Regions from separate parts of the Mus musculus genome. Here regions 1, 2, 3, 4, 5 and 7 are each linked to region 6. The links are chromatin contacts, called in public HiCAR-type, HiChIP or PLAC-seq and promoter capture Hi-C maps. All regions are on one chromosome and are shown on one strand. The core of a region is the stretch at or near the end of the contact, and the rest is flanking DNA. Distances in the headings are between cores, read along the strand shown. Region 1 overlaps Virma (vir like m6A methyltransferase associated). Region 2 holds the start of Triqk (triple QxxK/R motif containing). Region 3 holds the start of Ints8 (integrator complex subunit 8). Region 4 holds the start of Virma (vir like m6A methyltransferase associated). Region 5 holds the start of Dpy19l4 (dpy-19-like 4 (C. elegans)). Region 6 holds the start of Tmem67 (transmembrane protein 67). Region 7 holds the start of Ccne2 (cyclin E2).

What was found. Promoter capture Hi-C pulls out the DNA fragments that hold promoters and counts their contacts. HiCAR-type assays count read pairs that join an accessible place to other places. HiChIP or PLAC-seq counts read pairs in DNA pulled down with a chosen protein or histone mark. Capture Hi-C pulls out chosen DNA fragments and counts their contacts.
Region 1: an H3K27ac HiChIP or PLAC-seq map of embryonic stem cells shows a contact between it and region 6, with 4 times the contacts expected there. The contact joins the enhancer-like site here to the promoter of Tmem67 in region 6. A contact is called at or near these places in 4 of 39 promoter capture datasets (cranial neural crest, hippocampal neurons, maxillary cranial neural crest and 1 more), 2 of 115 datasets of contacts at active chromatin or transcription factors (embryonic stem cells and neural tube) and 1 of 9 other capture datasets (adipose tissue).
Region 2: a HiCAR-type map of astrocytes shows a contact between it and region 6, with 2.5 times the contacts expected there. The contact joins the promoter of Triqk here to the promoter of Tmem67 in region 6. A contact is called at or near these places in 2 of 115 datasets of contacts at active chromatin or transcription factors (astrocytes and stem cell-derived neural progenitor cells).
Region 3: a contact with region 6 is called in a promoter capture Hi-C map of liver, with 3 times the contacts expected there. The contact joins the promoter of Ints8 here to the promoter of Tmem67 in region 6. A contact is called at or near these places in 4 of 39 promoter capture datasets (hippocampal neurons, liver and pre-B cells), 1 of 484 Hi-C or Micro-C datasets (B cells), 4 of 115 datasets of contacts at active chromatin or transcription factors (astrocytes, bone marrow-derived macrophages, memory CD8 T cells and 1 more) and 2 of 9 other capture datasets (liver and pancreatic islet).
Region 4: a promoter capture Hi-C map of liver shows a contact between it and region 6. The contact joins the promoter of Virma here to the promoter of Tmem67 in region 6. A contact is called at or near these places in 9 of 39 promoter capture datasets (the 3T3-L1 cell line, the C10 cell line, cranial neural crest and 6 more), 6 of 484 Hi-C or Micro-C datasets (B cells, CD4 T cells, Th1 cells and 3 more), 4 of 115 datasets of contacts at active chromatin or transcription factors (astrocytes, bone marrow-derived macrophages, embryonic stem cells and 1 more) and 2 of 9 other capture datasets (adipose tissue and liver).
Region 5: a promoter capture Hi-C map of liver shows a contact between it and region 6, with 3 times the contacts expected there. The contact joins the promoter of Dpy19l4 here to the promoter of Tmem67 in region 6. A contact is called at or near these places in 5 of 39 promoter capture datasets (the 3T3-L1 cell line, embryonic stem cells, hippocampal neurons and 2 more), 3 of 115 datasets of contacts at active chromatin or transcription factors (the 230-238 cell line, astrocytes and large pre-B cells) and 1 of 9 other capture datasets (adipose tissue).
Region 7: a contact with region 6 is called in a promoter capture Hi-C map of adipose tissue, with 2.3 times the contacts expected there. The contact joins the promoter of Ccne2 here to the promoter of Tmem67 in region 6. A contact is called at or near these places in 3 of 39 promoter capture datasets (embryonic stem cells, hippocampal neurons and pre-B cells), 1 of 484 Hi-C or Micro-C datasets (CD4 T cells), 2 of 115 datasets of contacts at active chromatin or transcription factors (astrocytes and embryonic forebrain) and 2 of 9 other capture datasets (adipose tissue and liver).

What each region holds. Positions count from the first base shown.
Region 1 is chr4:11,527,844-11,531,161 of GRCm38.p6, forward strand. Virma (vir like m6A methyltransferase associated) reads left to right here. Exons shown (of 24, transcript NM_001347055.1): 14 at 1-40; 15 at 695-947; 16 at 2,985-3,202. Among named protein-coding and RNA genes, the nearest start is that of Gm35693, 29 kb to the right of the region's middle. Within about 2 kb of position 1,863, at least 9 of the 459 cell types and tissues checked have an H3K27ac peak or open chromatin away from gene starts, as enhancers often do. A contact at or near this core is called in embryonic stem cells, where this site is marked.
Region 2 is chr4:12,905,468-12,908,541 of GRCm38.p6, forward strand. It overlaps Triqk (triple QxxK/R motif containing), which reads left to right and starts at 1,370. Exons shown (of 5, transcript NM_001171801.1): 1 at 1,370-1,471.
Region 3 is chr4:11,252,359-11,255,520 of GRCm38.p6, forward strand. Ints8 (integrator complex subunit 8) reads right to left here and starts at 1,901. Exons shown (of 27, transcript NM_001159595.1): 1 at 1,623-1,901; 2 at 418-592. The coding sequence starts at 1,752.
Region 4 is chr4:11,484,645-11,487,488 of GRCm38.p6, forward strand. Virma (vir like m6A methyltransferase associated) reads left to right here and starts at 1,314. Exons shown (of 24, transcript NM_001347055.1): 1 at 1,314-1,461. The coding sequence starts at 1,399.
Region 5 is chr4:11,320,858-11,323,891 of GRCm38.p6, forward strand. Dpy19l4 (dpy-19-like 4 (C. elegans)) reads right to left here and starts at 1,280. Exons shown (of 19, transcript NM_001081201.2): 1 at 1,143-1,280. The coding sequence starts at 1,158.
Region 6 is chr4:12,086,184-12,089,368 of GRCm38.p6, forward strand. Tmem67 (transmembrane protein 67) reads right to left here and starts at 1,774. Exons shown (of 28, transcript NM_177861.5): 1 at 1,532-1,774. The coding sequence starts at 1,754.
Region 7 is chr4:11,190,077-11,193,183 of GRCm38.p6, forward strand. It overlaps Ccne2 (cyclin E2), which reads left to right and starts at 1,633. Exons shown (of 12, transcript NM_001282943.1): 1 at 1,633-1,739; 2 at 2,605-2,641; 3 at 2,739-2,835; 4 at 2,917-2,970. The coding sequence starts at 2,628. It overlaps A630034I12Rik (a long non-coding RNA gene), which reads right to left and starts at 1,154. Exons shown (of 3, transcript XR_001784240.1): 1 at 1,069-1,154.

The DNA.
Region 1 (3,318 bases), core at 613-3,112, 560 kb before region 6:
TGAGAACTGTGTTGGATTTGATTGTAGAAGACTTGCAAAGGTATTTTCATTCCACCTTAAGAAGTTTTCCTCAAGTTACTCTTGACACAGATAACCTCTTTTACATAGTTTGGAAACTAGGGTTTAGTAAGCCTAGATAACATGTGGATGTATAAATACACACACACACACACACACACACACGCACACACATACTATAATATATGAAAATTATTTTTTTAGAATGCTTTATCTTCTCATTTCATGTGTAAGTCATGTTGAAGGTCTTGATTGGGGTTTTTACTTAAATTTCATTATAGCATAATGCTTGCTTGTGTGCATGTACATGCTCATACATGTATGGTCAGGACTTTATATAGTTGCTTTTTTCTTTCCTTCTGTATGTGGATTCTGGGGTTGAACTCAGGTCATTAGGGTTGTTCTATATGAGTACCTTTATTTCCTGAGTCACCTTCCTGCCCCAGTTTTGCAGTTTTTAAAAGGTGAAGTATAAAGAACTACTCTGACTTGAAGTATATTATTGAAATCCTGAAATTATAAAATTTTGCAGTGACTATAAGCTTCTGGAAAAAAATCATTATATCAAAGGAATGAGGTGTATGTTTTATACAAAATTTGTGTGAATATATAGAAAATATGAAATTGTGTTTAAAATCAAGAACCTTGTTTACTGAACATATTGATTTTATTTCAGCACTTCAGAAGATAAAGAAAAACAGTATACTAGCCAAACCACCAGGTTGCTTGCTCTTCTCGATGCCCTGGCTTCACACAAAGCTTGTAAATTAGCTATTTTGCATCTAATTAATGGAACTATTAAAGGCGATGAAAGATATGCAGAGATCTTCCAGGATCTTTTAGCTTTGGTGCGCTCTCCTGGGGACAGTGTTACTCGCCAGCAGTGCGTGGAGTATGTCACATCCATTTTGCAGTCTCTCTGTGACCAGGTATTCATTGCTTTTATTGTCATCGTTTGTGTTGGTGTAACTCCTGTCTAGTAATTTTGAGAGTAAACAATGCAGCTTGCTCATGGTGTATTACTTTTGGGTTATTTAGGAAGTTTGGTAAGTAGAGGAAAAGCAAATTAAGTTGGTGCATGGTAGTTTTATTTGGCTTAGCTTTTGGGTCTCTGAGAAGATTTTCCTTTTGTAGTATTTTTGCCAACCTGGGTAATAGCTTTTATGCAAAAGTTTCAATACTTTTTATGGCTGATTAATATTTACTGTGTTACTTTTTTTCCTAAGTACATCATTTAGTTTTATAACTTTGACTTTGGTTGAGTTAATTTGTTGGTGTCTTGTAAGGATGACTTCTTTGTATGGTTAGTCTTTTGTATCCCTGACTAGCCTCAAACTTGCTAGGTAGCCATGGCTGACCTTTAATTCCCGATATTAATTCTCCCGAGTCCTAGGACTGCAGTGTGTGCCTCCAGGCCAACTTTGTGAGCACGGCTTGGAGCAGCAGGAGTCACTGCAGTGAATATTGCAGCGATGCTTGCAGCTGCTTTCCATGCTGTTGACTTGTTTATAGGGTCATGAGACAGGGGTTCTCCTTCCATTGTTTGGAATCTTTAAAGAACATTTCCATGTAGTAACACATTTTTAACTAGTCAGAAGGCTCATGCCAGCTAGTCATCAGATGTGATTTTTTTTTTCCCCCAGAGAGAATATTTTTACTAAGAGCCTGTGTTGGCTAATGAAAGTGCAGTTTGGTTACATTGAAGACTCGGGCACTTTTGCTTGTGGCTTGTTTTCAGAAGTGGTAGATGATAACTGTGGCCCTGGTTGAAAGCTTAAGGCCTCTGTGATTGGTGCTCATTAAGTAACTGAGTCCCAGGACTGTTGACCCCTTGCTGCCCTTTTCACTCCCTTCTGATGCAAATCTGTATCTACACGCCCCTGAAAGCCCAGGAGACTTCTGAACACTGCTGTATGTGTAGTTAGCTCCACTTGCTTAACACTAGAAAACTTGAGGGTTTCTTTTTAAGATTTATTTATTATATATGAGTACACTGTAGCTGTCTTCAGACACACCAGAAGAGGGCACCAGATCTTATTGCAGATGGTTGTGAGCCACCACGCGGTTGCTGGGATTTGAACTCAGGACCTCTGGAAGAGCAGTCAGTGCTCTTAACTGCTGAACCATCTCTGCAGCCTGAAAACTTAAGTTTTAAAAGTTAAAAATTAGAGGGAGACATTTAACTGGAGATTGTGCCTAAAGTTTGTTTGCTTTGTCCATGCCTTTTAATGAAGTTTTAAATTCTGATGTTGATAAATTTAAGATTTTAGCCAAAAAAATTTATTTCTAGAAGCCTCTATAATCTAAAAAGGAGTGTGAATCAGTTAATAGTAGACTGATTTAAAGTATTTTACAAAACAAAAGCAAAAACATTTTAAAATTGAAACTCTGTCCTGATCAGTTCATTATAAAGGTCATTCTTTTTCTTTTACTGTAAAGTATAAATATGTCAGCGAATTTCATAAACACATACAATGTGTTTTGATCAATTCCACCCACCAGTTCACCCCAGTCCTAACTCTTGTCTCCTTGCCATTATTATCTTGCAATCTTGTGTGTTCCTCCCCCACCCCCAACCTACTGAGTCCATTTAGTGCTCCCAGCATATACATGAGTGTAGGGCCATCTCACACATCAGGGGCTACCTCCCTGAAGGAAACTGACTGTCCCAGCAGATGACAGCATGTTTGCATATACTGTGCTTTGCTCAGCCCTCCTCTGCTCCTCTCCTGCCACACTCCTGCCTGGATTCATACCCTTTGCCTGCGTGAGTCTTTGTTCCATCTTCACATCTCATGTAGTATTAATATTATGTTCCCCAGGCCTCTTCCCTATGTGAGTGCCAGTGCTTGTAACTGCTGAGCCCCCAACAACATTTTAATGAGCTTGTTGCTAAGTATTAGTTGGCGTGTGTTCAGAATCAGTGGATGGTGATACTCATTTGGAAATGTTCTCCCTGCCCCCAGGACATTGCACTCATTTTGCCAAGCCCTTCTGAAGGTCCTGCCTCTGAGCTTGAACAGCTCTCTAACTCCCTACCAAGTAAAGAGCTGATGACTGCAATCTGCGACTGTCTGCTGGCAACTCTAGCCAACTCTGAAAGCAGTTACAACTGTCTGCTGACATGTGTCCGTACAATGATGTTTCTTGCAGAGCACGATTATGGATTGTTTCACCTGAAAAGGTAGGCTTTGGAGATTTAATATACTATGCCCCACCCACCCCTCATTTAGTTAATCCCTACTTAATATTGAAGGTTCGAAGTATGACCTCTTTCACAGGGAAAATTTTGTTTGTGGC
Region 2 (3,074 bases), core at 120-2,619, 820 kb after region 6:
ATACAATCCTCATTAAGAACATTTATTTAATGTCATTGAATTCTATCTTTGTTTCATTTTAAAGATCCTGAATACCAGAAAATGATCTAGCAGTACAGAAAATAAAATCACATTTTGGGTTTCATTTCTCAATAAGATATCATGGGAGACTTCAGAGATATCTATTTATATGTGCCTACATTCTTTTTGTATGATGTTTTGCCTTTTACAAACTTTTGTAACACTTGAAGGGATATTATTATTATTATTTTAATATTTTATTTTTTAATTTCTGTCATGTAGTACATCTCAACCACAGCTTCCCCTTCCTTCCTTAGATCTCTTCCTCCATTTCTTCTTCAGAAAAGAGCAGGCCTCCGAGAGACAACAGCCAAACTGGAAAAAACAGTATACAGTAACACAAGGTGAAATCTCTTAATTTGAAGTTGGACAAAAAAACCCAATAGGAGGAAAATAGTTTTAAAAGCAGGCAAAAGAATGAGAGACATGCTGGCTCCCACTGTGTGGAGTCTCAGGAGAACACAGCAAGTCATAACAAATGCAGGGGACCTGGCATGGACCCATGCCGCAGGCCCTATGCGCTCCACACAGACTAACTGTGAACCTATGTGAGGCCCGCTTAACTGATTTGGTGGGCCATGTTCTCCCGCAGTCCTCCATCCCCTCTGACTCCTACTGTCTGGGTTTTAAATTTAGTTTATGTCAGTATAAAGAGAATCACTCTTTGTTCAGTGGCTTGTTCATTTATTAAATAAACTCACCTGCTTCTAGTCTGGAAGCAGACTATGGATAATAATACTACTTCCCAGGAGGTTTTGTCGGGATTGTAAAAGCATAATTTAGAGAGCAGTCGGTGATCAAAACCATTCCAAATGTTAAATAACTCAATATTGTCTGCTCCTGTTTTACAGATGCGAAAACTAAGTTCCCGAAACAGGCCTGCAATCACAGTCGTTTGTCACCTTTCAGCAATTGCTTTCCCTAAATTGACTCTCTTGTTAAAAGTTAAAAATTAAAATAAAAGTATCTTATCCTACCCTAAGTCCTGCTCCTTGAATCTCTTTGAATGTGTTTCACTGTTGGAATGTTTTCCTAAGGATATGACTAGATTTAGGTGTTTGTGTGTAAAAGGTGGAAGTGGTCACTCATTAAAATAACTTTTGGTTTTCGTTTTATGTTTGTGAAAAGAAGTCAGGCTCCTTTCTGTTAATGTCTGCATCCTAGGAAGTACTGAAGCTCTAAGGTGTAGAAATGATGGACCTAAGAGCACACACAGTCCTGGAGGCTCGCAGGGAAGGCCTAGCCAATCAGAGTGTAGACTGAAGGCTGGCCCCGCCCCTCCTCGTCTGGCCCTCCTGGAGTAGGGGTGTGCGGCTCTTCGTCCCGCCCCTGCCTCTGAGTGACAGCAGCGTGGACAGCTGCCCACCCGGCCGGACCCGCAGTTGGGCCGCCCTCGCTGGGCAATGCTGAGGTGTGTTTCCGGCGAGGGCTTGGGGGTTCGGGGTCACAGTTCTCTTGATGCGGGCCCAGGGCTGGAAACGCGCTTTCCCAGCGTCTCCCAGCCCCGTGGAGACTGTAGATCTGGCCTGGGGAACAGCCCCAGGCGCTGGGCCTGAGCATCCGGAGGCTCCTCCAGGGGATCTGGGCTCCGAGCCCAGCAGGGAGACCTCCTTTTCGACTGTTTTGGCTTCTCCGGCCCAGAGAGAATGGCCAGACTGGGGTGGGCGTGGCCGCCTGGGTTGCCGAGCAACGCGGGTGCGCCCTGCCAGCGTGTCCTAGTGCTCCAGGACCTTGCAGAAACTCTCAGTCCCACCCACTTCCCCAGGTTTACCCTAGGCTGGGGATTAATTAGCTTGCTGTGCTGTCCACTAATTTGAGAGGCCTCCTTGTAGTTACAGGTGACTCTAGTTTCTACTAATCCTGCTTAGGCCGCCGCCGCCTCCTGTGTTTTAACTCCGATTTACTCTTTCCTGTTTCCCTTTTATGGGAACAGTCTTGTAAGCCAAAATATTTGTAGAGTTGCTTTATTGGTTAGTGGTAGTGGTGAAGTGGGGTTACTTTTTCTGATGTTTAGTGAATCCCCGAACCCAAACGATGTTGTATGTGGATATGCTCTGTGATATGCTGTCTTTCACTTAACCTAATGTAATGAACTTCCTCTGGAAGTTGCAACTCATTACAGCAAGGACTTTCATATGTGATTTTCCTTGCAGTCTATTGTGAAGTATGTTAAACTTCTAAGCACTTACTATTGAGTCCATATTTAATGATCAACTACAAGATAACACAGATAAATACTGCAAACATCTTCTTCCCTCATATCTTTTGGCCCCACATGATTCAGAAGAACAAACATTCTATAGGAAAACACAGACAAGAAGGGAGCTGGCTTTAATTTTCCATGCCAGGGTTCCAGTGTAAATCCTCAGGAAGAGAGTTTCTCTTGGCCTGCTGTTAACAGTGGCCCTCAGTAAGGAAGCCCCTTCGTTTCCCTTAGTTGAGAACCTTCAATCATCTCATCTATAAAGTTCTCAATCTAGTATCTATCCTAGCAGGATTGATTTAAAAGTATAATTACAATAGTGATCTGCAGTAATCCAAGATGTTATTGGTTATAATGTCCGTTTGTTCTTATCTTAGGGTATTTTTAAATGTTCTTGACTTTCCTCATTTCTTTGGCTAGTAGAGTGGTGAGGATTATGTCCATCCATCTTTCCTCGATTAATTCATTGTTACTGCTTAGGTAGCACACAAAGGGCCTTGCATAGTTTATCTGCCCTTAGTATTAGTCCCCCACCACCCAAGAATACACAGAGAAGGGGTTGTGGTTTTGTAGGGGCTCTTGGAGATATTAGGAAATGTTCGTGTTAAATCTAATAATGTCCAGTTTTTGATGTCACCATTTTGAGATGCCAGAGAAAGCTTTGAGTAATCCTGTAGATTGGGCAGCATTTAAATAGGAAGTGGAAGCTTTATCGAGACCACCATTTTCCTTTAATTTAGGACACAATAATTACTTTCCCCCATGTCTCACTAAGGAAAACTTGGAGCAGAGTTTTTGTTTTGTTTTTTAG
Region 3 (3,162 bases), core at 651-3,150, 830 kb before region 6:
ACTTTCTCATGTTACCACGCCTGAAGCAATAATTAACTCAGCTACTAGTGGTAAAAAACAGAGACCCTGGCTGTAATTTCTAGTACCACAAGAAGACAGTTTTCTCTTTACCTTAAAGGGTGGTTTATCTACTGCAGCTTTCCTACAGAGTTGGATGGTTTGAGTTACCCTGCTGTCCTGTCTGGTCTCTTAACTTGGGGGCTCTAGTAAGCCTGCTGCCTCAGCCTCAGGCTATTGGGACTACACACATGTCTAGGTTTACTTTCTTAATACCTTCTTTACATGCTTGAATGTTTTGCCATGAACATGCAGAAAAGTAATTTATTTTAAGCCACTATCAGAAAAACATTAGAATCCAGACAGAAACAAAGACATTCAAACACTGCTTCAAATGTAATGCCATTTACAGCTTTATACCTTTTCTCCAGTATGTCTAAATCCCACTTCAAATGTGCAGCAACTTTAAGAGCAAGAAGCTTTAGGACGCGATTTCTCTTGTTATCAGGTGGAGGCTGGACTTGGTTTTGCTCATTAACTGAAGGTTTGGAAGCCTGCTCCAAAAACTGAACTATAAGCTGAACTGGTGCAGGATCTAGGATTTAAAAGAAATTAAATTCTTAAAGTTTTCGTTATAAAAACGCAAAAGGATTCGCGTATACTAAAGACTATGGTACTTGGGGGGCACGAAACATCTGGAGGTGTGGTCAGAGACAGCTGCAGATCGGCGTTTGCCAGCTTAATTAATAAGCAAGAGGGTCTGGGGACGATTCAAAACTGATTCATAACAAAGCATTTCACAGAGAAGAACTAAGCATTACAGGTTCCCAGTTCAAGATAAGACCAATGCCAATTGGAGGAAAGAAGTAGTGTTTTGACAGGGGTCTTTTATTGAACTGTCTCTAGCTTTGTTTCCCACCAGTAAAGTAGCGGCTAATGCCACTTTCTTCACTATAATGAAGGCTTCGCTAAGGACCGCAACCTATTTAAAGAGCTAAGCACGGAGGCTTGGCACCCTAGCCCCTAACAATGTGTCAATAGGAAAGCTCTAAAAGCACTGAGATACACTTGGTAAAACTGCCCCACCAATGATGCCAACTTTTCACAAAGTAGTCTCCTACAAGGCCAAATTCGGATGAGAACTGAGCAAACTAAAGGTAAAGACCTTACATTGTACCTTTACCAAAATGCCCGAAAGAGGAAAAGGGCCATGTTCCTTGCCCAACACGGGTATCCCTATACAACAGCCGAAGCAGCTGTTTTCGGGGGATTTATATTAATTCGGGGTTCAACAGTGAAATACACAATCCCCTGGCTGAATGAACCGAAGGCTACGGCCGGCTCTAGGCTCCGCAGAGCCGCTCTCCCCTCACGAAGTCACCCCCAGGGCCGTGCGACATCGGCGACCCGACCCCCGCACGGCGAGTGCGGGCGCCCTTCGCTGTGAGGACCGCGGCAGACCGAAAGCCTTTGTCTGAAACTTTCCGCAGACGCTCCGCGGCGACGTTCCCGGCTGAGGCACCGTCGAGCTGGGCCCAGCGGCGCCGGCCAGGCCTCAGGCAGCGGGGGACAGAAGGCAGCGGGCCGCAGACCACGCCCGCCCGCCCGCTCGCTCGCTCGCTCACCCGGACAGGCTTTGCGCAGATGCTTCTCCAACAGCGACTCCTCCAGCAGGAACTCGAACCAGCAAGTCTGCGGCGGGGTGCAGGGCCGGCTGGAGGTGGCCGCCTCCCGGTCCGCCGCCTCCGCGCTCATCCTGCCCCCGCCGCCGCTGCTCCCGCCGCCTCCGGGCTCCAACCTGACCCTCGCCCAGTCCCTTTATCCAGCGAAACCGCCCGGAACCTCTAGTCAGCTCGCACAGCCCAAGATGGCGTAGTAGTCGGCCAGAGTCCGGCCCCGGATCCGCAGCTAGCCACGCTCTCGACCAATCCCAGTTAGACTTCGGAGGAAAGGGGCGGGAACAGCAGACTGCTCCGCCCCTTAGCTGCCATGGAGTCTCCTGGCCCTTCAGAAGCTAGATTCTGGCGGGGCTCTCCAGATTCTCTGGACATTCCCAGAGAAAATGAAGCGAGTTCGATGTCTTCGTAAGAAAACCAAAGAGACCAAATCTAGTTGCTTTGTCTTGGGTGCTTTACCTTTTTGAGACTCCTTCCAGCCTAACTCCTCTCCCCGTTTCCCAAGGCTTATTACATAATTAAGATCCAACTTTCCTGGGGTTGGGGATTTAGCTCAGTGGTAAAGTGCTTGCCTAGCAAGCCCAAGGCCCTGGGTTCGGTCCTCAGCTCCGGAAAAAAGAAAAAAAAAAAAAAAAAACAAACTTTTCTGCGACTTCCCAAGACTAACTCTCGGAATAAGAAGCTAGTTAATTTTCCTCAGATCTCCAGTCTAGGCACAGTAAACCCTATTTTACGCGTTCCACCATTCTGAAAGGTCCTTAAGTATCATTATCAATAAAACTAAAAAGCATGGTGTAGTGGGGCATTCCTGTAAAACCCAGCACTTGGAGAGCAAAAGCCAAAGCCAGATTGGTCCTTCTAGAGAGTTCCTGTGATCAGCTGACTGGCCAGCTGATCCGGACAAAATACATCCAGAAGAAAGTTTGAAGAAAACTCCCAGACATCCTATACACACCTCATAGAAAATTTCAGATATGTGTTACTAAAGATGATTGTTTTCATAAAGGGACCCTGAGAAACAAAGAAAAAAATTCAGATTTAGTCAGTTTCTTTTAGATGCTTCTCCTGTTTTGTTTTGCTTTGTTTGAAACAGGGTTTCACTCTGTAGCCCAGAATGACCTGGAACTATGTAGCCCAGGCTAAACTTGAACTTGCATCCATTTTATTGAATCAACCACCCAAGTGCTGGATTATAGATTAAGCTCTTTGTGGGCTTTTTTGGGTGGTTATCTGTTGTTTTGTTTTCAGATTTCTTTTTTTTTTTTAAAGATTTATTTATTTATTATATGTAAGTACACCGTAGCTGTCTTCAGACACTTCAGAAGAGGGAGTCAGATCTTGTTACAGATGGTTGTAAGCCACCATGTGGTTGCTGGGATTTGAACTCTGGACCTTCAGAAGAGCAGTCGGGTGCTCTTACCCACTGAGCCATCTCACCAGCCCCTTTAGATTTCTTTTTAAAAGAATAAAATAAAACCATGTATAGAAT
Region 4 (2,844 bases), core at 64-2,563, 600 kb before region 6:
ATATGTAAGTACACCGTAGCTGTCTTCAGACACTCCAGAAGAGGGCGTCAGATCTCGTTATGGATGGTTGTGAGCCACCATGTGGTTGCTGGTATTTGAACTCTGGACCTTTGGAAGAACAGTCGGGTGCTCTTACCCACTGAGCCATCTCACCAGCCCCCGAAACCTCAATTTTAAAAAGAAGAAAATGTCCTAAGGGAAGGTCATGAGATCAAATACAAGACCTTGAACAAATCTAACAAATGAATAGACAGTGTCTAGTTGAAAGCAATTCTGGCAAACATACAGGAGAATGGAGACATTTTAAGCCTCCTCAGCAGAGCACGACAAAGAGACAGTTATATAAACCCTGAGAGGGAGATAGCCTAGGCACTGAGCTGATCCACCCCACTCTCTCCCTGATGGCCTGTTCCTACTTTTGCTGATCTGCTTTTGTTTTGCTACAACTTTGTGTCTTGATGGGTGGTTCCTGAGAGGACCAGAATAGAGAAAAATTCCTTCTTAACACTCCCTAGGACTATGTATAGTTTCAAGTGTCCAGCACTTGACAGAGAAACTATTCATAAAATTAAAACAAACACACTTTTTATTTTGAGGCAGGGTCTCACGGAGTAGTAGTCTAGGCTGGTCTGAAGCTCAAACTCTTCCTTTGTCCTTTAAATGCTGGAATTGGCAGACTGCTTGTCAGCCAGAAATAGACTTTGTGCTCTCTCTTATATTCGTGACGTTTCATTTATATACCTTTTTGAACCTTATAAGAATTAATCCTCATAATCAGCTCGTGGGATTATTCATCATATTTAACATTTTCATAAACGAGAAAATTTTCCTTTCGTTTGCTGAGACAAGTTGTCTCCCTCCCTCTTTCTCCCTTTCCCTCATTTTTTGAGACACGGTCTCATGTAGCTCAAGCTGGGATTCAACTCCTGGCTGGCCTTGTGTGTGCTCTTTTCTTCTCTTTGAAAACAGTGTCTTTTCAGATTCCCTCATTGCATGGTTTTGTTTGGAGAGCATGCCTCGTGGGAGGCATACGGTGCCGTGTGTCTAGATTTGGCACACTTTCCTATCTTCTAGAACTCATCGCCTCTCGCAGGCGTCGTGGCTCCGCTACTCCGGAGAACCACGGGATTTGGACCACTGCAAACACCGTAGTCCCCGCCCCTCTTTTTTTTTTTTTTTCCCTGCCCCTTTGGGCTCGCAGAAGGCGCCCTCCGCCGCGCTGGAGGAGGCGGGGCTTACGGCTTAAGTCAGCAAGCTGCGATGGGATTGGTGGAGGCTTGAGACGACAGCGTCCTGTTTACCGGAAGTACTGCAGTTTTCCCCCTAGCTGGAGCCTCGGCCTGGGAGGTTGGAGAGCTGCCCCGGAAGTCATCTCCCGGTCCCCCGCCCGCGGCAGACATGGCGGTGGACTCGTCTATGGAGCTGCTATTTTTAGATACTTTTAAACATCCGAGCGCTGAGGTAAGGCCTCGCGACCCGATTTCGACACGGCCCCTCAGTTCCGGTACCCCTGCTGCGGAGTCGGGGGCCGTCCGGGCGGTGTCCTCCCTCAGTCGCGCGCGCGCGGGGGTCCTCTGGTCCACACCCCCTCCCCCAGCCCGGTGCGAGCCCGGTGGCCCTGGGCGGCGGCCCTGCCTTTCTCGGCTTTGATTTGGGGCCCGCGGCTTCAGTCGAGTCAGTCGCGCTGCTGACAGTTTGTCCTGTCAGCGTTGAGTCCTGCGGAGGGTCCTTGGTCTCAGGTGTACTTCGGGTGGGATGCAGGCGTGAGCTTGGGCATCTGGTTTTTGACAGTAGTGTCGGGTTCTGGATGCCCTCAGGGTACGGACTATCCAGGATCCTAAGTCCTCTTCTATCTCTCTTCTAACGGCGGTCTCATTGCTCAATTTGTCATAGCACTTCAATAGTTTGGGAAGGAATTCACCTATTAGGACATGACAGATCTACGAGAATCTCCTTTGCGTGGAGGACACTTGCGAATCATGCAGTATTGAAGGACTAAAGACTGTCATTAGAAAGCAAGTCTGTTGTTTTCAGGGGACGAAGGTGGGGTGTTGCGTAGTTTTGTGTACAGAATTACTTTAGCGTCCCTGAAAGGCCTTGGAATTCTTAAGTTGAATGTACTGAATGTAGCGAATTAACGAAGATTCGCAAAAATGAACTATAACGAAGTCCACAGAGAAATTCGGCTGCGAGGAAGAGAGAGTAAATGAACAAGCCTCATATTTGTTTGTTTCACCGGAAACCTAATCATTTCGAGAGTCATTCTTTGGGGATTGTCTTGTTTCTATGAAGACTGTATTCTTTTTTTTTTTTTTTTTTAAGATTTATTTATTTTATGTATGTGGGTACGCTGTCGCTGTCTTAAGACACACCAGAAGAGGGCATCAGATTCCTTGTGAGCCATCATGAGGTTGCTGGGACTTGAACTCAGGACCCCTGGAAGAGCAGTCAGTGCTCTTAACCGCTGAGCCATCTCTCCAACCCTACTGTACTCTTAATATGACAACATGAAAGTAGGGTAGAGTGTCTCCTATTCTTTCTCGGTTGTATGTCCTGGGTTTAGACCGTACCTAGGAAAACATAAGCATCTGAATGAGAAGAGATTTAAAATGTTCTCTTATGAAGTAATGAAATGAGTACGGCTGCATTTTCTTGAATAAATGAATGAGTGACTGCTGGGCTATGTAATTCCAGCCAGACTTGAGAAAACGCAAAATGGCTGCCAAACGCAAAATTGTTACCAGAACAAACATCTTTATGGAAGTAGAGAACAATAAAATTTAAAGAAAGAACCAGGCATGGCATTAATGTTTTTTATCCCAGTACTTGGGAAGCCCAGGTAGG
Region 5 (3,034 bases), core at 30-2,529, 770 kb before region 6:
ACCTACCCACACAGATTTGTAACTAATCACAAAAATAAAGTTTAAAAAAAATCTTTGTCAAATGATAACACATTGCAAACACAGATATAGCTATAGCTAAAGAAAAAAGAGGAATTACATTCTTCCTTACCAGCAACCTGTTTTGAGGCTGGTTTTAGGTAGTATCTTAAATGTGCATGAAATTTAACACGAAGAGCTGCAGGAAGAGGAGGAATGGCTGAATCATGACCTCAGGGACAGGACATCTAGTCCCAGTCAGCATGTACTTCTAATAGTCTTTTGAAAAATGGCTTTCCATTGAATTCTTCAAACTCCCTTCTTGTCTCCTTGGTTCAACGGCTTAAATCTAAACCAGATAACTAACGGTCGCATTCACAACTCCACTCAGTAAGATAAAAACTGCTTTCCAGCAGAATGAAACATGTAACTGTTCATCCGAGCGAATGAAGTCCAAGAGCTCAATCGTGCATACACATCCCATGAAGTTACTATGCCACCAATACTTTTTTACACTATGTATCGTACACTGCTAAGTTTTTTGCCGCTTCCTATCTTTTGCTCACTGTCCAAATCCTCTATGGATAAATATTGCTGGCTAAACAATAAATTCCCTTGGCACTGACCCTGAGGAGCGTGCAGAGCTCTCTCCAGTCCATTAGTTTTAACCCTAAAACTGACCTCCTCCTCCCCTAAAACCACTTACATGCCCCTGCCCTTTGGCATTTGTTATCCATTAGAGCACAAGTGAACTCCGTCAGGTTCTGCGCGTCCATCCCAGATCCCAGCCTCAGTTTCCCGCGAGGGGTGCGATCCCTCCCATTCTGCACCCAAAGCTTCCAGCCTGGACCAGAACCCACCCAAGCTCGTCCTGCTTTCCACTGCGGAGCAACTCCGGACCCGCAGCCCCGCCACCCAACAACAGCTTCCTTTCCGAGACTCCTGACTTTAAGTTCCACTTCTGCGTCCTATTTCGGGAGACGAAACTTTGGGCCATTTTCTCGGCTCGCGCCCGGTTCCACTGCAAACTCGGGGGCGCGCGCCCCCGCCCGCCCTGCTCCCCGCGGCCCGCAGCCAGCAGTCAGGCCCGGCCCCTCTCCCGAGCCCGCCGCGGCAGTTGGCGCGCTACACGCCGGAGCCTTCACCTTCTTCCTTTGCCATCGTCTCCGCGGAGACCCGAGTGGCCCTACGGCTCCCGAGCAGCCCGGAGTCTCCCAAACCTCCGAGTATCCAAACCCCGCGGCCGCCCCGGCCAGCTCCCGGCTGCCGCGCCCCCACTTCCTGACCCGCCCCCCTCTGGTGTCTCCGCCAACTGGGTCCCTCCAAGGCGCTCCGGGAACCAGAGTGCAGGGAGCGGGGCCCGGCCGGAGCGTTTCGCTAGAGCGCCTCAGCCATGCCCACGATGGCCACGGGATGGCAATGCTCCTGGGAGGAGCGAGTCCCCGCCGCCGCCCTCGCTCCTTGCTGAGCCTCACAGGAAAGCAGGAGCCAGAGCAAGCTTTTCGTGACGCTGGGATCCGTCTCAGAAAGTCATAGACTGTAGGCCAGATCCAGTCCCTATGTCCGGCCGATTTTTCAAACAGAAAACGGAGTTTCAACTGCAGAGCAACGAGTCCTGGACTTGTTACGATGATTTCAAAGCCAGGCAAGACGTTCTAGGCAGGTCCTTTGGATTAGTAGATGTTTGTTTGTTTGCTTGTTTGTTTTTGAGACTGGATCTCTCTATATGGCCAAGGCTGCTCTCAACTTGCCTCAGGTTCCCTACTGCTGCAATGGCAAGAGTGATACACAGTTTGGTTTAGTAGACACTTGGCGGCTACAAAAAAGTTTGTACCAGGTTATTCCCTATTGTAATCCCAGACCGTGACAAGTAGAGGAAGGAGGTTCATTATCAAGGCCAACCTCAGCTACATAAGCAAATTAAGTTATTATCATATAAAAAAGGAAACACAAGAGAGAGCAACGTGTCAATCACGAAAACTGCCTTGAACAAAATGTTTGCTCATGTCAATATTCTGGAAGAAAGCACAATAGTACTTTATAGTCTGCTATGAGGAATGTATAGAGATTATTTCATAACAATAGAATGCAGTTTAATTTTGTTGTGCAGTGCATGACTCATACTGAGAACACTGTGGCACGCCTTCAGTTGGCCCAAAAGCATGAGTGAACAGCCACTTCAAAAAAAGGATAGCTGTCTGTCTGTCTTTCTTTCTCTTTCTTTCTTTCTTTCTTTCTTTCTTTCTTTTTCTTTCTTCCTTCCTTCTTTCCTTCCTTCCTTCTTTCCTTCCTTCCTTCTTTCCTTCCTTTCTTATGTAGGCCTCCTATAGTAATTCACAGAAACTCCTAATTTTTTTTCCTATAATGCCTGGTTTCTGGATCTGTTCTGATTCTGTGGGATCCTGATCTAGTGATATTGGGGGTCCAATCCTACATTCAGGAGGGACGGGGGGGGGGGGGTTAGAGCACTTGTTTCTGGTTAATTGGGAGTTCAGCCAGAGCCACCAGTTCTTTTTCTGCCTTGCCTTGGACTCAGAGTATACCCTGGTGATACTGGAGGCTGAGAAAATTAGAGGCCCAGCGCTTGAGCTCCCATTGGCAGGGTTTCAACACTTAGGTTGCACAACACAGCCAAGGAACCACAAGGATGTTCCACAACACTAGGTTCATGTCTAGGGTTTGGAGAGGCCCAGCACAGGATGTCTAGCTGAGACAGGATATCTAGTTGAGACAGGATGTCTAGCTGAGACTAGAAGCTGTGACAGAACCCAGAAAGGCCCAGCCTAACTGAAATGGGAAAACTAGACATTTAGGAGACCTCTGGTGGGTTTGGAAGAATCAGCCTCTTTGGCTTAAAAGCCGTCTCACAGTAATGACAAATTAGGTTCATTCCTCTTTATGATTAAACTTGTTTTTCAAGGATCAGGCTATGCTCCACATAAAACCTGTGACCTTAACTACAAATGGTTTTGTACTGCCTGTTCCAGGAATGATAATTATGTCTTTGTTTCAATTTTTTTTTTAACCATCTTGCAAC
Region 6 (3,185 bases), core at 524-3,023:
ACAGACAGTGCGAGGCCAGACTGGGCATTATATGAGAGACAACAGGTGTCTTTGTCTGTCTGTCTCTCTGTCTGTCTGTCTGTGCATGTATATGTGTCTATGGGTCTGTGCGTATACATGCAAACACTGAGTGGGTTAATGAATTCTATACTTCGGCTTCTTGTTTAGTAAAATGGAGAAAAAAACAGGACCTACCTAATAGGGTCAAAGTTTAGAAATATGTCTGGCATCATGTTGCTACTTTTTAAACTGCAATTATTATTGAACTATGAAAACTACTTACTTGCTCTAGGAATTACATTTCTGCATCACTAAACCATATGTATGTGTGTTTAGTGAGTTTTAATTTTGTCAATATCTTATTGGAAAATTGCTTTCATTCAAATACTCTTTCTCTAGAAAGAAAATAAATGTTGTTTGTAATTACAAGTAGACTCAGCTAGTTAAAGAAAGAATTCTCTAAGGACTAAGTAGAGCCAGCACCTGTAGGAGTCTATGTACAACACACACGTCTTCATTCATTGTCATGAAAGCAATACAATGCAGAACACGTTTGCTCTTCACACTCCATCTTCTGACACAGTGATCCGCACTGCCTTAAGTGAGACTCTACCAGGCCTAAAGCAGGAGAGTTAACCAGTCTGAGATTCACAGCATTTTAGACTTCAGTAAATAGGAAAAGACTCATTCTGAGTAGTTAAGGGAGAACTAGACCAATCGATGCAATTAAGTCTAAAAGGACAATGTGAGCAAACAGAAGTCATCAACAATAAAAGGGACAGGTCCTAAGGGAATATGTAACCACAGATGCAAAGCCACGCGCTGGGAATGCAGAGGTAGAAAGTGAGGGAAGCCAGGTGTCCTGGCCCACGCCTTTAATCCCAGCACTCAGGAGGCAGAGGCAGGCGGATTTCTGAGTTCGAGGCCAGCCTGGCCTACAAAGTGAGAGTTCCAGGACAGCCAGGGCTACACAGAGAAACCCTGTGTCGAAAAACAAAACAAAACAAAAAACAAAAAAGAAAGTGAGGAAGAGACAAGAGTTCTCTTAGTTTCCAGTATATGTCACACAGATGTCACAACATCTCGGTTTCAGTTTCCTTTGCTTACAAAATCTGATTATAGTCACAGTTGCAAACAGCTTTAAATATCTTGAATTTGGAAGTAGAATTAATGGTCACAAGAGTTTACTAATTCACATTTCTTCCCTTGCTTTCCTGTCAGGGTACCTCACTAGACGCCTCAGGTTATTTCTTTTCTATTTCTATTCTACTTTTCTTAGGCGGCTTTCAGGTGCCATCCTAAGGATTCCCTGCCAGAGACTGACTCCGGGGAATGAGTTCCTGGAGGAGGGTAGGGTGGTGGCGCCTGGGTGACTGATCTCATTGTGTCAGCCGTATCCTCCCAGGAAACCCTTTCTTAGGTTTGATAGCTGTGCATTTTCTGAAACATTCTCCAAATAAAATGTCTGGAGTGCTGGCTGTCAGGAGTGCTTTATTTTGGTCAGAGTCCATCCACCCCCAAACCGCCTCACCTAGTGCATCCCGCCGCTGGTTGGCGCCACAGGGGGCACAGGAGAGCGCCGAGATGTCAAAGTACTGGTTGAAGTCGCAGGTCTCAGGCCGCCGGAAAGGGAAGGAGAAGATTTGTGCCCATGAGACTTCGCAGAGAACTAAGAGAAGGTAGGCGGTGCCAGTCCGGGATGAAGAACGAGATCTGACCGCCATGGCCGCCACAGGCCTTGTACGCGTCACCATGGTACCCATATCCTGGGTCCGCAGTCTCCAGCTCCCCAGCAGCCTCCTCGGTGAGTCCGCTGAGCTGATTGGACAACAGGGTTCAGAAAAAAAAAAAAAAAAAAAAAAAAAAACTCAACCTTGCGACGCCTGGTTGCTAGGTTACCACGCACGCGGGAAACAATGGATCAGACATATGCTAAATAAATTAGGGGCGGTTATTTAAAATGTATTTAAAACTCTGGGACGCAGTCAATTTACCGTGTCAGGAAATACTACTACAGCAATGGAAAATATATGGTTTTAGCACTTAAAAGTGTTTCATGAAAGTGGCAATCACACCTACATGACAGTTTACCCAGGGGATTAATTTTGACAACAAAGGAGGTGCCCTATGTTTTTACTTTTTTTGTTTGTTTTGTTCTGATTTTCGAGACAGGGTTTCTCTGTATAGTCCTGGCTGTCCTGGAACTCACTTTGTAGGCCAGGCTAGCCACGAACTCAGAAATCCCGCCTGCCTCTGCCTCTACAGTGCTGGGATTAAAGGCGTGCACCACCATGCCCGGCTTTGTTTTTACATTATTTAAAAAACACTAAGGGTAGGGATTGTTTCAAGTCCTGAGTTTGAGTTTTAGCAAAGCAATACAAACAGAAACCCTCATTGATTTTATATATAATACCTTTATGACAAAAGTCTAGGAGAAACCTTGCCTACTGAATCTTGATTTCATACTTTCTCTGTATTGTGCATAAAGCACCCTACATATACACCTCATCTCACTTGGTTTGAGAACCAAATTTGGATATACATGAATATTGCCTATTAAAGTGCACAGCCTTGCAGACTGTTAGCGCAACAATGCCTAATAAAAGCCTCATTCTCCCTTTCTCCCCTGTCCCTGGTTCTCCTCCCTCTCCCAGAGGATAACTCTATTTCCCATCCCAATAAACCCCCGACTGGAGAACTGCCACATAGTGTGATTGTTGGGAATTGTCACATACACCTAACAGCACAGTAATAAAAGGTTGAAGGGATGCTTTCTGTAATACATACTTTAGGTAAGGCAGCCCGAAGGCCTGTTGTAAATACAGCTTGCTTTTATCTGCCTATGCAACTGCCCTGTTTTTCTCAGGTTTAACAGAAATCACAGGAGAGGATGGAAAACTCTGCAGCTTTCCACTTCCAAAGCGGTTCATTATGATGAAAAGAAAAAAAAGAAACCTTTTTGATTTGTATATTTTACAATTGCCTCACATCCCCGCCCCCCAGTGGAAGTTTTCAGGGGTGGGTCAGGGGCTCACAGATTGCCTAGAAATAGAGCATGCACAAAACCATACTACACTGCAGAGAACAGCCTTCCTCACTCACACCCGCCAATCACTGTAACCGAAGCAGTACGTCTGCGCACGCGCGTTCAGAGCGCCAAGGGGTGGCTGGTTGGGCCTGGATTG
Region 7 (3,107 bases), core at 383-2,882, 900 kb before region 6:
TATCCTGGCCAAGTTCACCTACATAGGCCACCAGTTGGCACTTTTAGGACAGTGTCTCACATAATCTAGGCTGGTCTTGAAGTCACTATGGAGCGGGGCTGTAGGCCATCAGTTTTACTTCCACTCAGATAACACACCTCTGCTTTCTTGCCATAACGGGTTAGATCTCAAGCTGTACAAGACGACAGCTCCAGCAAAGGGAGGTAACTCCCCCCCCCCCCCCCAGTCTTGATAAGCAATTATGGGTTGGGTGAACGCTCCTTAGGCCTAGACAAGGCACTGGGTCTCCTCTGATCCTGTCTACGTGTAAAGCTGGGAAAGTAAGCTTTAGCCGGTGTGAAGGACCATGCGAAGACCCGGGAAGTGTGACGAGGGCCTTCCTGGGCTCTTAACCACAGCGTGGCACAAAAGGCCCACCGCGGCCGGAGGCCTCCAGGTGCATCTCGGGAAGGGCCGGGCCGCGCGGCCGCTGTCCTTGGCGCCCTCGCACCGGCTCACTCCGGACCAGGATGGCTAAGCGCGGGACCGCCGGCCTGCGGGAGCCCTTCCTGCGCTTCCGCGGCCTGGGGGTGGTCTTTGTTCCCCAAGCGGCGTCGCGCCACGGGACTGTGTGTGCCGTGTCACCCGCAAGCCCGGCCTGAGGGTGCGCAGGGCGCCGAGAGGTAGTCGGAGCCCGGGGCTTAGGAGCGGCGCGGGGCGGCCCGCCACGTCCCGGCAGCGCTCGCAGGCGGGAGGCGCTCCCGCGCAGGCAGTTCGCGCGGGCTCCGCAGGGCGCGCTGGCTGCCGGGCAGGGCCGGGGCGGGGCGCGGCGCGGCGCGGCGCGGCCCGGGCGCGCACGTGGTGCGGACCGTCCTGCTCTCCGGCCAGGTCCCCAGAGCCTCGGCGCTCGTGCGTGCGGACGGGGAGGGCGCCCGCTGGAGTCCCGAGAGGTGGTCAGCGCCCGGAACAGGCGTCTGAGGAGAAAGGCAGCGCGCGGCGCCAATATTTCCCGCGCGGGCTCTGGGAGGGAGCCGTAGGCAAGAGCGGAGTGGCCGCTCGGCGGCGCGCGGGGACAAGGCTCCCACGTACCTCGTCCGGCCGCGCTGAGGCACCTTCCTGTGCGCCGCCGCCCGCTCGTCGCCCGGCGGATGGCTCCGGCTCCGCACGTGGCGGGCGGCGCGCTCCGGCGTGTTTACATTCTGCGGCCGCTCCACGTTGTGCTGCCGTCCTCTCCTGCCATTGGCCGGCTCCTCCCGGAGGGGTGGGCCCTAGGCTCCCGCTCCCCGTGCCTCTGAGGAGACTTGGGGTTCCCCACCCCAGCCCTCCCAAGGCCTCTGCCAAAACGCGGAGCCGAACCGTAGCCTGACACTCCGAGATCTAAGAGCCACCGTGAGGGGGCCCGGCGCGAACTGGAAGGCGTGCGGGAGCCTGTGGTGGGCAACCAGCATGGGGGAGGAGCCTCTGAGCCGTGCAGCCGCGGCGCGCGCAGGTGAAGCGCCGAGAGGGGCGGAGGAGCACGGTCCAGGAGGGCAGCCGTACGGCCACTCGGCGCCCGCCCGCCCGCCAGCCCGTCCGCGCGCACTGAGGGCAGGGCGCGGCGCGCGCGGGCGAGCTGGGCGGGCGCGGGTGGGGGAGGGGAAGGCGCCGGCCGAGGTGTCAGTCTGCGGCGCATGCGTGCGGGGCGGTCCGGGCCCGGCCTATATATTGAGTTGGCGCCGGCGCCAGCTGAGCCGAGCTGTGGAGGGTCTGGCGGTGAGGAGGTATTGGGGACAGGGGCATGCGGGAGCTAAGGGAACCACGTCTGGCGGGAGCCATGGGAGAGGAAAAATGGGGGGCGGGGGTGGGACAAGAAGTAGGAGACTGGAATTCAGGGGTTCCCGAGGTTGGTCCCTGTCAGGATTCTTGTCAGGAGGCCAAGCAGAGGCAGGGGATGGAGTGTGTCCCCAAATGAGAGGCCACGGCAAAGCTTCTCTGGGAGCTTCTCTGTCCATCCTCACTTGGGGAAGGTCTCCCGCGCGAGAGGATTAAGGTGGGATCACTTCACGGAGAGATTCTTAAGCACGGTTTTCTCCTTTAATTCCCCCCCCCCTTTCCTTCTGCTCTTCTGGAATTGGGGTCCCGTCACCCCTGCAAGCGACACTGCCCGCCGGGTGGGGCTGGGAAGGAGGGAAAGGAGCCTGGAGGACGTGACACCAGAAGGTTCCCTCCACCCCCTGCTTCCCCGCCACAGCCGCTCTCCAAATTGGCGCGGAACCGGCTTCTCCACAGCCCGCTCTTGGAGGCTCGTCCAGGCGCCTGGCGGCCGAGGCCAGGACGTGCCTTTCCCACCCTGGTTGTCCTGGGGAGTGCATGAATGGCCCAGATGATCATCTAAGGGTGCTAGGGGACTTTGCAAATTCCTGAACGCACTCGCGTTCCCAGTGTACAGTTAAGGAAATGAAAGCATGAATGTAAAATTACTGAGATAGCGAGTGTATTTCAGAAAATAGTGCAGTGTTTTATTTTTAAAGGTTTAGGCCACCTTCTAGTAACGTTAGTTGGTAACTTCTGAATCAGTTTTAATTTGGAACTTGAAGATTATGGATGACTATGTTCTTGATTTTGTTTTTCTTCTCCCCTATTTAGAGGTTTCATAGTCCTTGAAGAGAATGTCAAGACGCAGGTAACAGTGTTAGTCTTGGAGACATGTTTCAAAATTAGCTGCTGCTTTTGAAATATATGACGTACTAATTAAGCTTCCTTTCTACAATTCATCACAGTAGCCGTTTACAAGCTAAGCAACATGCCCAGCCCAACCAGCCAGACTCTCCGCAAGAAACCCAGATAATTCAGGCCAAGAAGAGAAAAACAGCACAGGTGATTTAAGGAAAAAGAGGGAGAAAGGGAAAAATATTCCTTGCTGAAACCTTAGTTTACATGTTCTTTTCTATTCTTCAGGATGTCAAAAAAAGAAAAGAGGAGATCACCAAGAAGCATCAGTATGAGATTAGGGTAATGCAGAACTGGACAGGGTGGGCTGGGGAAGAATAAGAGTGGAATCATGTGTTATTGCCTTATAGTGGGAAGATTCTGATACTTTAGAGGTGAACTTGAAGGAGGTTCATATAAGCCTGAGTCCTACAGCTGCA